Regions from separate parts of the Hordeum vulgare genome. Here all the other regions are linked to region 1. The links are chromatin contacts, called in public Hi-C maps. All regions are on one chromosome and are shown on one strand. Each heading gives the region's core, a stretch centred on a gene start, on an enhancer-like site or on the middle of the called end of the contact. The rest is flanking DNA. Distances are from core to core; before and after follow the strand shown.

The links. Hi-C and Micro-C count contacts between places; a contact is called where the count stands out from the background.
Region 2: a contact with region 1 is called in a Hi-C map of leaf, with 9 times the contacts expected there. The contact joins the promoter of LOC123400176 here to the promoter of LOC123398613 in region 1. A contact is called at or near these places in 5 of 6 Hi-C or Micro-C datasets (leaf, seedling and an unstated tissue) and 1 of 1 datasets of contacts at active chromatin or transcription factors (embryo).
Region 3: a Hi-C map of seedling shows a contact between it and region 1, with 3 times the contacts expected there. The contact joins the promoter of LOC123400024 here to the promoter of LOC123398613 in region 1. A contact is called at or near these places in 1 of 6 Hi-C or Micro-C datasets (seedling) and 1 of 1 datasets of contacts at active chromatin or transcription factors (embryo).

What each region holds. Positions count from the first base shown.
Region 1 is chr5H:95,721,123-95,725,628 of MorexV3_pseudomolecules_assembly, forward strand. LOC123398613 (diaminopimelate epimerase, chloroplastic) reads right to left here and starts at 1,893. Exons shown (of 11, transcript XR_006610220.1): 1 at 1,538-1,893; 2 at 1,205-1,372; 3 at 429-499; 4 at 180-237.
Region 2 is chr5H:96,086,741-96,091,246 of MorexV3_pseudomolecules_assembly, forward strand. It overlaps LOC123400176 (UNC93-like protein 3), which reads left to right and starts at 2,253. Exons shown (of 10, transcript XM_045094592.1): 1 at 2,253-2,616; 2 at 2,733-2,896. The coding sequence starts at 2,413.
Region 3 is chr5H:95,433,056-95,437,561 of MorexV3_pseudomolecules_assembly, forward strand. LOC123400024 (60S ribosomal protein L8) reads left to right here and starts at 2,290. Exons shown (of 2, transcript XM_045094417.1): 1 at 2,290-2,795; 2 at 3,479-3,997. The coding sequence starts at 2,356. The coding sequence ends at 3,824.

The sequences.
Region 1 (4,506 bases), core at 643-3,142:
TAAAACAATCCTGAACCGCTGCAGAACCAGGAGCAAACCATAGCAGGCTGCTAGAGATGAAAACAAGTAGATTACCTTGCTCATGACTGAATAAGGTGAATGGAAAACTACAGCGGTGTATGGCTTCCAAATTTAACGACAACAATAGCAAATGACTAAACAAACTAAATGGCATTTACCTTTCCATCATCTTGTATTTCAGGGATAATTAATCCAGCCCCAGTATGAATTTTGAAGCTGAAACATGAGAATGTAACTTTAGGGGGCAATTAATATAATGGTTTATCTATATCACCAAATTTCCAGCACCCACAATATTAAACTGAGATTCTGATAAACATATTAAATCTATAGGTGGAACTTTCCTATCATTTCACTCCTAATTTAATTATCTACAGATATTGAAAAGTTGATGCATGAATTGGCACCTATGTGTTCCCTGAAGATTTTCAACCTCCGCTATAAAGCGAGCGAAGCAACGAACTCCATTGCCACACATCTGAAATATAAAATACATAATAGATGAAAACTACATATGAAATAACTCATGGTAACAAGATCCATAATAAACATCTTTTTAGCAAAAAATTGAGATGAAAAAGAACACCGCGCAGAACAAGTGAACAACAAGAAGAAAATAAACATAGCCAACTTTAATTCCATCTGGAAGGGAGCTCATTGACATGGCGTGAAGTGTACGACAAAAGTGCTGCTTTGTACAGTAGGATTCAAACATAATAGCACTTCCCAACCTATACAGTTCGTCAAGCTCACAATTTGACAAAAATGCAAAACATGCATATTACGCCGGGACATGTAAGGAAAACTGTAGATGATTCTAGATAGATCCTCAATATATTGGATAGAGTACGGACATACTCTAGATGGCCAACTTTATGATCTACTCCGTATTATGTAAGTAGACTAACAGTACTTGTATCAGTATACAGAAATGTGAACTATAAAACCAGCTATAGTCTATGGAGACTGGATTTGCAGGCTATAGTTTTCCCCACAACACTTCAAAGCATCACAGGAGCTTGTACAGCTACATCCTACATGTTTCCTTCTACGCACAATGCTCGTCGGCAAAGATGTCAGGGCAGAGAATGGTCATAACAGATATGAACATAATGCCGGACAACCCATAACTCATTTCCTATGGCCAAACGTTATTCGGTGATGTGATGAAACAGCGGCTCACCTCAGGCTCGCTGCCATCGGAGTTGAATATCCTCATAGTGTAGTCCGCACCGTTGATCCCCGGCATGACGAAGATGACGCCATCAGCACCAACACCAAAGTTTCTGTCGCACAGCTTCGCCGCCTCCTCTGGCGTCACCTTGGGCACTGCCGAATCCCTGTTGTCGACCTACCAATCCAACCAGAATCATCATCAAAATAACATAATTAAAAGTAGCAACAGCACAAAATCTAAAATGATAGCACGAATCGGTAGCAGCATGTCACCCCAAATGTATTCACGGCGTGTGGTAGCTTGAAATGAACAGAAAAACGAGAGAGGAAAAGGCATTACCATTATGAAGTCGTTGCCGAGGCCCTGGTACTTGACGAAGTGGAGGGCGCGCTCGGACTCGCGGCGCTCGAGGAACGAGGCGGCGGATGGCGACCTTGGGGTGGATACGGCCATCGAAGCGACGGCGCGGCGGGAGGGCGGAGTCCCACGGAACGGACGGAGGAGGCGACCGCCCGAGGAGGGGGCAGTGGAGGTGGTGAAGTTGGTGAAGTTGGATGTGACTCTGGCGGCGGCGGCGGACATGGCGACGAGTGCGAGAGCGGGGAGGGGTTTGGGGAAGGGTCACTGTCGCCGTCGCTGCCGGCTAATGACTGGGAGCTTTCAGCTCTATGCAAGCGGGCTCCACGTGAGACCTTGGCCCACTGCCATGGATAGCGAGGGTTATCTGGGTTGACGTGGCCCAGTTTTATTTTTTTGAACCCACTGCAAATCTCACGTTAGATTTTTTAGCTTGACAAATCAAACTTTTTTCATAACAAATCATATTATTTGAGAATTACTACCTCTATAAACAAATACAAAAGCGTTTACATTACTACTTTAGTGATCTAAATGTTCTTATATTTTTTTTATGAAGGGAGTACAAGTTTAATTCACAAGCAAAGTAAATCCATCTTGGTTCAATTTCTTCGTCAGGAAATTATCATATCACCAATATAATTTGCCATTAAAAGCGTCAGTTTTGCTATGCCAAAAAATCTGATGCCAAATTTAGTGTTTCCGTGTTCTTAGGGGATTTTTCTTCTTTTGAGTTGGCGGAAGGATCTTGACCCATCTCAAGAGAAGAAAAAGGTTAGGTTGTGCTAGTCCATTGTCAATTTATTCCTTCAAACTGTAAACAATATTCACATGTGGACTGGTCCAGACTTGTTTACAAACGGTGATACAAAAACTGACCATCCAATCATGTCCACTAAATATTTGTCCCCTATTTTCTGCGACCCTCGTAATAATAGTAGCAGATTAAATATTCGATGAGTGAAAATATCAAAGAGGTAATAATTCAAATGTAAATATTACAATCCATCTAATTTTTCAACGAAATAGTTCAAACTTCAATTCACCTTGCACATATATTCTAGTTCTCCTCTTTAAGCGTCCATAATTTGCTCCATCAGTTTTTTTCTTAAATTATTCACGAGTTACTTGATGATGAATTTGTTAATGCATTTGAACAAACTCTTCAAACATAGTCGGGTTCTAGTTTTCGATTTGAAAGTTAGATAGGAACACACATGTTCTCAAAATTCAAACCTCCTATAGCATCTTCACCCCCGTCCTTCATAATCATGGTGTAGTAGATCACACAATAGGTTATACCTTGCACAAGGTTTCTGTATCCCATATTTTTGCAGGTCCCTTGAACAACTGAAAAACGAGTTTGGAGCACTCCAAATGCCCTTGTCACATCCTTTCTAGTTGCTTCTTGTTTTTTGGGCAAAGTGAACTCTTTTCTGACCAACTGGCTCAAAGATGGTCTTGACTAAGGCCGTCCACGGAGGATAGATACCGTCAATCAGATAGTAGCACATGTTGTAGCCATGCACATTGATGACCCACAAGTATAAGGGATCAATCTTAGTCCTTTCGATAAGTAAGAGTGTCGAACCCAACGAGGAGCAAAAGGAAATGACAAGCGGTTCTAGCAAGGTAATTTCTGCAAGCACTGAAATAGCAGTAACAAGTTGTTTGATAGCAAGATAATTGTAACAAGTAACCAGTAGCAATAGTAACAATAAGTGCAGCAAGGTAGCCCAATCCTTTTGTGGCAAATGACAAGCCGGAACGGTTTCTTATAATAGGCAAAGCGTTCTTGAGGGCACACGGGAATTTCATCTAGTCACTTTCGTCATGTTGGATTAATTTGTGCTTGGTACTTTGATAATTTGATATGTGGGTGGACCGGTGCTTGGGTGTTGTTCTTACTTGAACAAGCCTCCCACTTATGATTAACACCCTCGCAAGCATCTGCAACTATGAGAAAAATATTAAGAATAAATTCTAACTGTAGCATTAAACACAGGGATCCAAATCAGCCCCTTGCGGAATAGCGCATAAACTAGGGTTTAAGTTTCTGTCACTCTCGCACCCCATCATCTAATAACTACTTCACAATGCATTCCCTTATGCCCAGAGATGGTGAATTATCATGTAGTCGACATTCACATAACACCACTAAGGGAATCACAACATTCATACCATCAAAATATCGAACAAATATCAACTTCACATGACTACTTGCAACATGACTTCTCCCGTGGCCTCAAGAACAAAAGTAACTACTCTTGGGGAACGTTGCATGGGAAATAAAAAATTTCCTACGCACACGCAATACCTATCCATGGTGATGATCATTTACGAGAGGGGAGAGTGAATCTACATACCCTTGTAGATCACTAAGCGGAAGCGTATATAACACGGTTGATGTAGTGGAACATCTTCACGATCCAAATCGCAGCCCGTCCCGCGATCTCATCACGATCTGTCCCGCGATCCCATCACGATCCATCCTGATCTAGTGCCGAACGGACGACACCTCCGCGTTCAGCACACGTACAGCGCGATGACGATCTCCGTCTTCTTGATACAGCAAGAGGGGTGGAGAGGTAGATGAGTTCTCCAGCACGGTGATGTGGTGGTGGCGGTGGTTAACTAATCCAGCAGGGCTTCGCCTAAGCACCGCCGAACTAGACTAGAGGAGAAACCGATCTAGATGAAGTAGAGGGAGCACGTGGCAATTAGGGTTAGCCCTCACCTCTAAAACCTCTAGTAGTATATAGGAGGAGGAGAGGAGGCAGCCTTGGCCTCCAATCCAAGGAGGTTCGGCTGAACCACAAGGGAGGTGGAATCCTATTAGGACTCCTTCCTAATTTGGCTTTTTTGCCTTTTTTCCTTTATCCTTTTCGCATGGGCCCTTGAGAGAGACTTAGGCCAGCCCACCAGGGGCTGGCCCACCTCCTCTCATAGCC
Region 2 (4,506 bases), core at 1,003-3,502, 370 kb after region 1:
GCATGAACCTAGCTCATGATGCCACTGTTGGGGAACGTCGCATGGGAAACAAAAAATTCCCTACGCGCACGAAGACCTATCATGGTGATGTCCATCTATGAGAGGGGATATTCGATCTACGTACCCTTGTAGACCGCACAGCAGAAGCGTTAAGAAACGCGGTTGATGTAGTGGAACGTCCTCACGTCCCTCGATCCGCCCCGCGAACCATCCCGCGATCAGTCCCACGATCTAGTGCCGAACGGACGGCACCTCCGCGTTCAGCACACGTACAACTCGACGATGATCTCGGCCTTCTTGATCCAGCAAGAGAGACGGAGAGGTAGATGAGTTCTTCGGCAGCGTGACGGCGCTCCGGAGGTTGGTGATGATCTTATCTCAGCACGGCTCCGCCCGAGCTCCGCAGAAACGCGATCTAGAGGTAAAACCGTGGAGATATGTGGTCGGGCTGTCGTGGCAAAGTTGTCTCAAATCAGCCCTAAAACCTCCGTATATATAGGGGGAGGAGGGGGAGCCTTGCCTTGGGGTCCAAGGGCTCCCAAGGGGGTCAGCCTAGCCAAGGGGGGCAACCCTCCCCTTCCAAACCGAGTCCAACTAGGTTTGGAAGGAGGAGTCCTTCCCCCTTTTCCCACCTCCTCTTTTTTTTCTTTTCTATTTGATTTTCTTCCTATGGCGCATAGGGCCTTCTTGGTTTGTCCCACCAGCCCACTAAGGGATGGTGCGCCACCCCCAAGGCCTATGGGCTTCCCCGAGGTGGGTTGCCCCCCCCCCCCCCGGTGAACACCCGGAACCCATTCGTCATTCCCGGTACATTCCCGGTAACTCCGAAAACCTTCCGGTAATCAAATGAGGTCATCCTATATATCAATCTTCGTTTCCGGACCATTCCGGAAACCCTCGTGACGTCCGTGATCTCATCCGGGACTCCGAACAACATTCGGTAACCAACCATACAACTCAAATACGCATAAAACAACGTCGAACCTTAAGTGTGCAGACCCTGCGGGTTCGAGAACTATGTAGACATGGCCCGAGAGACTCCTCGGTCAATATCCAATAGCGGGACCTGAATGTCCATATTGGATCCTACATATTCTACGAAGATCTTATCGTTTGAACCTCAGTGCCAAGGATTCATATAATCCCGTATGTCATTCCCTTTGTCCTTCGGTATGTTACTTGCTCGAGATTCGATCGTCAGTATCCGCATACCTATTTCAATCTCGTTTACCGGCAAGTCTCTTTACTCGTTCCGTAATACAAGATCTCGTAACTTACACTAAGTCACATTGCTTGCAAGGCTTGTGTGTGATGTTGTATTACCGAGTGGGCCCCGAGATACCTCTCCGTCACACGGAGTGACAAATTCCAGTCTAGATCCATACTAACTCAACGAACACCTTCGGAGATACCTGTAGAGCATCTTTATAGTCACCCAGTTACGTTGCGACGTTTGATACACACAAAGTATTCCTCCGGTGTCAGTGAGTTATATGATCTCATGGTCATAGGAACAAATACTTGACACGCAGAAAACAGTAGCAACAAAATGACACGATCAACATGCTACGTCTATTAGTTTGGGTCTAGTCCATCACGTGATTCTCCTAATGACGTGATCCAGTTATCAAGCAACAACACCTTGTTCATAATCAGAAGACACTGACTATCTTTGATCAACTGGCTAGCCAACTAGAGGCTTGCTAGGGACAGTGTTTTGTCTATATTTCCACACATGTATATAAGTCTTCATTCAATACAATTATAGTATGGATAATAAACGATTATCTTGATACAGGAATTATAATAATAACTATATTTATTATTGCCTCTAGGGCATAATTCCAACAGCGACACCAGCCAAAGAAAACATATAGGGTCTTAATCATAAAAGTGAAACGTTTCCTCACTAAAGAAAGGACTGCGGGTTTATTAACAGAAAATGAAAGGGTCTTTTTGCAAAAATGCCATGACGGACGACCAGAAACCCTATTTACTTTATTTTTAGGGAGAGATTATATTAAAAAAACATATTTCTTGCATAAAGTTACGTAGAGTATATAGACAAATCACTAAGCTATGGATTCAAGAAAACTTGGAAAAATAAAACTTTTTTTTTGCGGAAGGAAAAAAGGCCACCTCTCTCTAGAAAATAAATCCACTCACCAAAATGATCAACATTATCAAAAAAGCCCCTGATATTATCTGGAAGGTAACAGGCTACCAATTTTTGCACTTGAGTCTTTTCTTATGCCACACAACTCCAGATTTTATTCACAGACACCCTTGAAACGTCACGAATTTGAAAAGCCCGCACCCTTCCCTCCCCAAATCACCGCACGCGAAAGCCAAGGATCCGGCAGTTGACTCCTCCCCCCAATCAGCCCGGCCGGCCGCTCCACACCGGCCGCCATGGACTCCATAGCGGCCGGACCCGAGCTCGCGGCGTCCCACGACGAGGAGGAGGCGGCTCCCCTAGTCTCCGTCCCCGGCGACGGCGGCCGCGGTTCAGGCACAGCGTCGCCGACCCGCGACCTGCACCTCCTCAGCTTGGCCTTCTTCTTCGTCTTCCTCGCCTACCACGCCGCGCAGAATCTCCAGAGCACCGTCAACACGGTACGCATCCTCCCATGCCAACAATTCCCCAGCGCACGCACGCACGCTCGGGCGCGACCGACGGTGGCGTGGCGATATGACTGATTGGCGCCGGCCGCCCGGGCTCTCGCACGCAGGACGGCAATTTGGGGTCAATATCGCTGGGGTTGCTGTACACGTCGTTCACGGCGTTCTCGGTCGTGGGTTCGCCGGTGGTGCGGGGGATGGGGTCCAGGCGAGCGCTCGTGCTCGGCACCTCCGGCTACCTCCTCTTCATCGCCGCCAACCTCGCCCCTTCCTGGTATGTAAGCTACCACCAAGCCGCTATCTCCGATTGCTTCTGCCGTAATTTCTCTGTCCTCGGTATATTCTTGTTGGTTCCGACATATCCCGAGCTGACTCAATCTGTGTGGCGAAGATTCATCCGAGTGACAGTGTAATTTGGCCGTGTAGGGGACGAAATAGGGGAACACATAGGTGGTAAAACGACAAATCTACTAACTAACTTGCCAGCTCAGCATTTGCTTTCCACTATGTCGACGTCCCTTTCGTGCTTGCCGTGCAAGCAAAATGAAATGCGTGACCCTACGCAAGATCCCAATGTAGCTGCATAATCTGATCCGCACGCAAATTTCAGTTTGTTCTGAATGAGAGTAAGAAACTCAATTCTCACTGCAAAAAGATGTTCGACATGTGCAACAAAACGTCACCAGATACAAATATGAGGCGGGCGGCCATCTGCCAAGTCAACCCACCTCGCCGGTTCTGCCCATGCGCACCTCAGGCCACGAAAAATGAGGGTTGGCGGATATTGTCGCCAACATTGTTGGTTGGCGCCTTTCCACTGAAAAGTTAGCAAGTACTACTCACTCTGTCATAGTTTATAAGACATGCACGTGTACCTAGATCGTCAATTTGACTTATATAAAATATGTTATTTAACATAAAAATTATATTATTAAAAAATAGAACATCTGAAGTTTCTAATGATATATTTTTTGTAATATATGTCTCTCATTAAGTTGGTTAAATTAATGACCTAGGTACACGTGCCGGACTTATAAACTGAAACGAAGGTAGTAATATGTTTTCCCTGTCCGAAGACAATTACTTTTTTAGGGAATTGTGTGAAGACAATTTAATGACATTGCAATGAACTCTTTTTTATTTCTTTCTCTTGTCTCTTTCCTCGGGCTTGGCTCTTTTCCCGTAGATAATCGACACTTGGAAAATGAAAAGAATAGGAAAATAAATAAGGAAAAGCAAAAAGGTGGACCATGGCCTACAAGAGTCAAGAGTGTCACTAGATCCAAGTGTTTGAACCGAAGAACATAAGAGGGGAGCGTCTCGAGTCAAACCAACGAGTGCGCCTTAGTATATGGTCTTTGTGAAATTTGTACTTTTCTTCATTATTTTTCGTATTCATAGTTTAGACATGTGTTAAGTAGATGCACCTACGTAAATGAGCATTTAGGATGTACAAATGGCATTCTGTCAAAGAAGAAAATAAAGTTTTTAAGGTTGCATCAACAAGTAGATCTAGTTGCAACCCTACATCTAGTGCGCCCCTCCGATCGTCGAGGATGAACGGTGTTACGACGATGTGTAGAATCAAGCCCGTGATCTTGAACTTGCTTCTACCTTGTTCTCAAGAAGTTTGGATGGGATTCAGACTCTCTCAATGCCGGGTCCGTCTAGCAAGTCATCATCATCGGTAGAAAGGTTACTGGCAGTTCGACAATGTATGCATGTTGCGTGTACTCTGGATGGAAACCTCTGATCTTACCCCTGGCTTGATCAGGTAACATTAACGTGCATGGTTCATGACCTTATTGAAGGTGTTGACTCGGAGCTTTGCTTTATAAATGAAAATCCCAAGTTCGAGATTTGGTTGAACATGTCCCCAACAGG
Region 3 (4,506 bases), core at 1,040-3,539, 290 kb before region 1:
CCATCTTATTATTTAAAAAAAACTATGTATGTAAAAAACACATAAATGAATTATTTTTCCTTGGCATATGCATTTAATTTTTTTTGTCATGGCAATTATGATTTCCATGCTTTGTATATTTTTTTGCCATGAATGTATTCATATATTTAAAAATGTCAGGACCGTATACTACATTGGCCAAGCTCCATCCAAAAATAAAGTTGCAATGGTCGCATCAAAGGAAGTATTTTGTTGCCATTTATACCAAGAAATGGAATTTGCCATGACATTTTAAAATGCTTTTGCCATGCTTCGTTTACTTGAGTTGTCATGCTATATGAAAAATCATGGCAAATTCATATTTTTTGCCATGGTAGTTATTTACTACACGAAAAAGGTAGCTATAAAGGGTTGTAAATTTGTCATGTCAATTGATGATGATTTGCCATGGCAAAACAATATCTAAAATGCAAAGTGATTTTCCATGATATATGAAGCTAAACGATATCTAATTCATGAGAAATGTATGAAAAATGGTATGAATTATACATCATTTGCCATGGAAAATTTACATATCTCTGAAAACACATGGCAAAAATGGACAACATAGTGGATTGACAAAGGCCGAATGATGATATGTGAAAATGAAATGCAATAGTGCTACTTCGAAGCACTTTATGTTATACACTTTGAAGCATTTCATGAAACATCACGAAGGAAGGTAGTTGGTCTACTAGTTTTTTCTTATTTCAAGAAGGTGACTGCAACACTTCACGTGATCATATATGGCACTCCTAAAGATATGGTTGATGTGTATCTTTGAATGGGCCAAAATGCATAAAAGTGTTAGCTCAATATATATGAGCATCCCACACGAGGACATAATCAGTAAAACATGGCTTGCATGGGATGCTTGAGAGCACTCGCTGTATGCATTGGAGGTGAAAGAATTTTCATGTAGCATGGCTTGGCTAGTTCATTGTGCGTTGTCATGATCCAACTACTGATGTGGGAGTGGTTGCCTTGAGGACTTGTGGATCTCACATTACTACTTTGGCTTGCTCCACTCTCACGATGACATCGATGTCTTACAAGGATCTCATCTTTTTGCTACGCTCGCAATTGATGATGCTCCAACATGCAACTTCCTGGTGAATGCCATTTATGACCAAGGCTACGATCCAGCTGATGGCATGTATCCCCTCCCGATCAACATTTATATGGAGAAAATTAGAATCCTCTAGTAAGAAAAATAATTAATTCACAAAGTATCAAGAAGAAGGGAGGAAGAATATCTAGAGATAATTTCGAGTGTTGCAAGCTCGGTTTGCAATTGTCCGAGGTCCTCCTCCGAGACAACGTTATCATTGGAGGAACCACAAGGTGGTCAGGATCAAGCCCCAATCATCAACTCCGACTACCAAGTGCATCAAAGGTATATGTCATGATTGGAGAAGTGTAGGCAGTGATGGTTTAGAGTGATTAATACCATGAAATGAACAAATGGTGTGTGGTGGAGGGCGACTTTGTCCAATATTATTGCAACAAAAGAATTTCATACTACATTAGACACGAGATCTCCTACGGGTTCTTGAAGAAATTCCCCAACTCTTTTGTTTATACCACTTGCCACGAAACATCTTTCTAACGTGTTCGTCAATTTTCAACTAGCATGTTATATGCCACTATAGTCATTATGTTCTTCGAAGCGTTGAGTATCACTAAATTATTTCAAAGTTTTAAGCTATTAGAGACTAATCGACATGCAAATATAGTGACACATGAGATTGGGAATTTTAGTTTTTATAACCATTCTAAAGATGTTTTTGTTAGCAGTGTCTAGATGGTGTGTGCTTTAATGAATGATGGCAAGAATATTTTTCTAAATTAATATATAGGATGGTGTTTATAATAAAAAAGAAATATATGTTTTTCAACCCATAACACAAAAGGCGTGCTCTAGTTCGCTGGCCGCTGCCGACACCACAACCCTCTTCGGTGTTTGATGGGGACAAATAGGCGGAGCGAGAATGGTAGTAGAGAACTCGGCCTACTACCAGCCTATTTCTCTCATTGTCACTATACTAACAAACTGGCCCATGACAGCCCAGTCCACTCCTCATTTCGTCAGTCCCTCACAGTACGGCCCAGCTAAGTTATTTCACTGACGTTGCGGTCCTACTGCCTGCCTAAACGAATCCAACGGCCCAGACGCGCCTCCATCCCCCATCCCGACCGTCCACCCTAGGGTAATCGAACAACAAACCCCGTGCCGCACCCTATATATTGCTCCCTCTTCTTCCTCTTCGAACCCTAGCCCAGCTGCCCACCCATTCCCCTCACCGCCGCCGCCACTCCGCCGCTGCCGCCGACGAGATGGGTCGCGTGATCCGCGCTCAGCGTAAGGGTGCGGGCTCCGTCTTCAAGTCCCACACCCACCACCGCAAGGGCCCCGCCCGCTTCAGGTCGCTCGACTTCGGCGAGCGCAACGGGTACCTCAAGGGCGTCGTCACCGATGTCATCCACGACCCAGGACGTGGTGCGCCGCTGGCCAAGGTGACCTTCCGCCACCCGTTCAGGTACAAGCACCAGAAGGAGCTATTTGTCGCCGCCGAGGGTATGTACACCGGCCAGTTCGTCTACTGCGGACGCCGCGCCACGCTCTCCGTAGGCAACGTCCTCCCCCTCCGGTCCGTGCCTGAGGGAGGCGTCATCTGCAACGTCGAGCACCACGTCGGCGACCGTGGTGTCTTCGCCAGGGCCTCCGGTGACTACGCCATCGTCATCAGCCACAACCCCGACAACGGCACCTCAAGGTACTCTTCCTTCTCCTCCCACCCGTCTCTCTAAAGTACAAGGCTATGGTTAGATCTGACGTTCTCCCGCTAGTAACTGCTATTTGATTGCTGTATGTGATTTCCGTTAGGAAATGATTAAATGCTTCTCTGGCTCATAGTGCGATCTGAATATATGCTCGTTCACTGCTTCTGATATTCTCTTTAATTGATTATATAATGGAAACCTTAGATTGTGCGTTCTTCATATGTTTGTTAATTTATTGCCAGAGACATATTCTTAGATACACATTCTGTCCCTGAGCCTTGAGATGCCTTCTGTTCATTGTATAGTCTGCAACTGGTGCGATATGATGCTCTTCTGATATGTTATCCTAGAACTGGACATGGCATGCTTTCTCTTCTGTTCTCCTAGAACTGAGCATGCATCTAAGAAGTCTATACCTTGGACCAGAGACATGTGATATGTGATCTCTTGTTATCCTGCTTTTGTTTCTGATTGACCTAACATGCCCATGATCTAGCGTTTAGAAATGCAAGGGCCATTTCCTATTATCAGTTCTTGTCAGTACAAGATCCTACATGTTAATGGAATATATATGATTGGTGTATCTTTGTTTATGTTGCCTGATGGCCTGATCCTTTTGATGAATTCTTCAGTTGCAGAAATGTTAAGATGCATTGCTCATGTTCTCTTTATGCAGGATCAAGCTACCCTCTGGTGCTAAGAAGATCGTCCCAAGCAGCTGCCGTGCTATGATTGGTCAGGTTGCTGGTGGTGGCAGGACTGAGAAGCCAATGCTGAAGGCTGGTAACGCCTACCACAAGTACCGTGTGAAGAGGAACTCCTGGCCTAAGGTGCGTGGTGTGGCCATGAACCCTGTTGAGCATCCCCACGGAGGAGGTAACCACCAGCATATTGGTCATGCTTCCACTGTTCGCCGTGATGCACCACCCGGCCAGAAGGTTGGTCTCATTGCTGCCAGGAGGACTGGTCGTCTTAGAGGCCAGGCTGCCGCCTCTGCTGCGAAGGCCGACAAGGCCACTTAGAGTTATCATTGCTGTTTATCTATGTTTGCTGCCTCTAGATTACCCGTCAAGGACATGTATTGCAGTAAGGTTGTCGTTTTTGCTCGGTACTTTGGTAACCTGGTGATGTTTGTTATCAGTTTTCGCCGTGGTCTGGATTCTTCAGTCCACATAAAGGAGATTATGCTTGGATATTTGTTTGTTGGGTTACTTGAGTTAGCCCAGTGTGCTTATTCTTTGTGTTGTGTTTTTGTTTGAGTTAAGCTTCTATTGCTTGATCTCCAAAAGTAGTATTGTTTGTTTTTGTGCGTTACTCTAGATATGACATGACATTACCTCTCACAGACATTGATTTAGTACATTAGTTACGTTTCATAGTGTTTCACCGGTTACCGTTGAGTCGGAGAAGTAACTCACGAGGTAGAGGGGTAGTATCAAAGAGCTAGAATTTGCTGCCAATCAGCAATTCAGCATGAGTATCAAAGAGCTAGAATTTGCTGCCAATCAGCAATTCAGCATGAGCCTGTCTGGTAAGCTGATGTATACGCTGGTTTTAGTTTTGGAGGAAGCTGGTCGGCTAGTATGAATCTGGAGTTGTTCTGGGTAAATCAGCAATTCAGCATGATCCTGTCTGGTGCAAAGCTGATGCACACGCTGGTTTTGGAGGAACACAAATGCTGGTCGGCTAGTATGAATCAGGAGG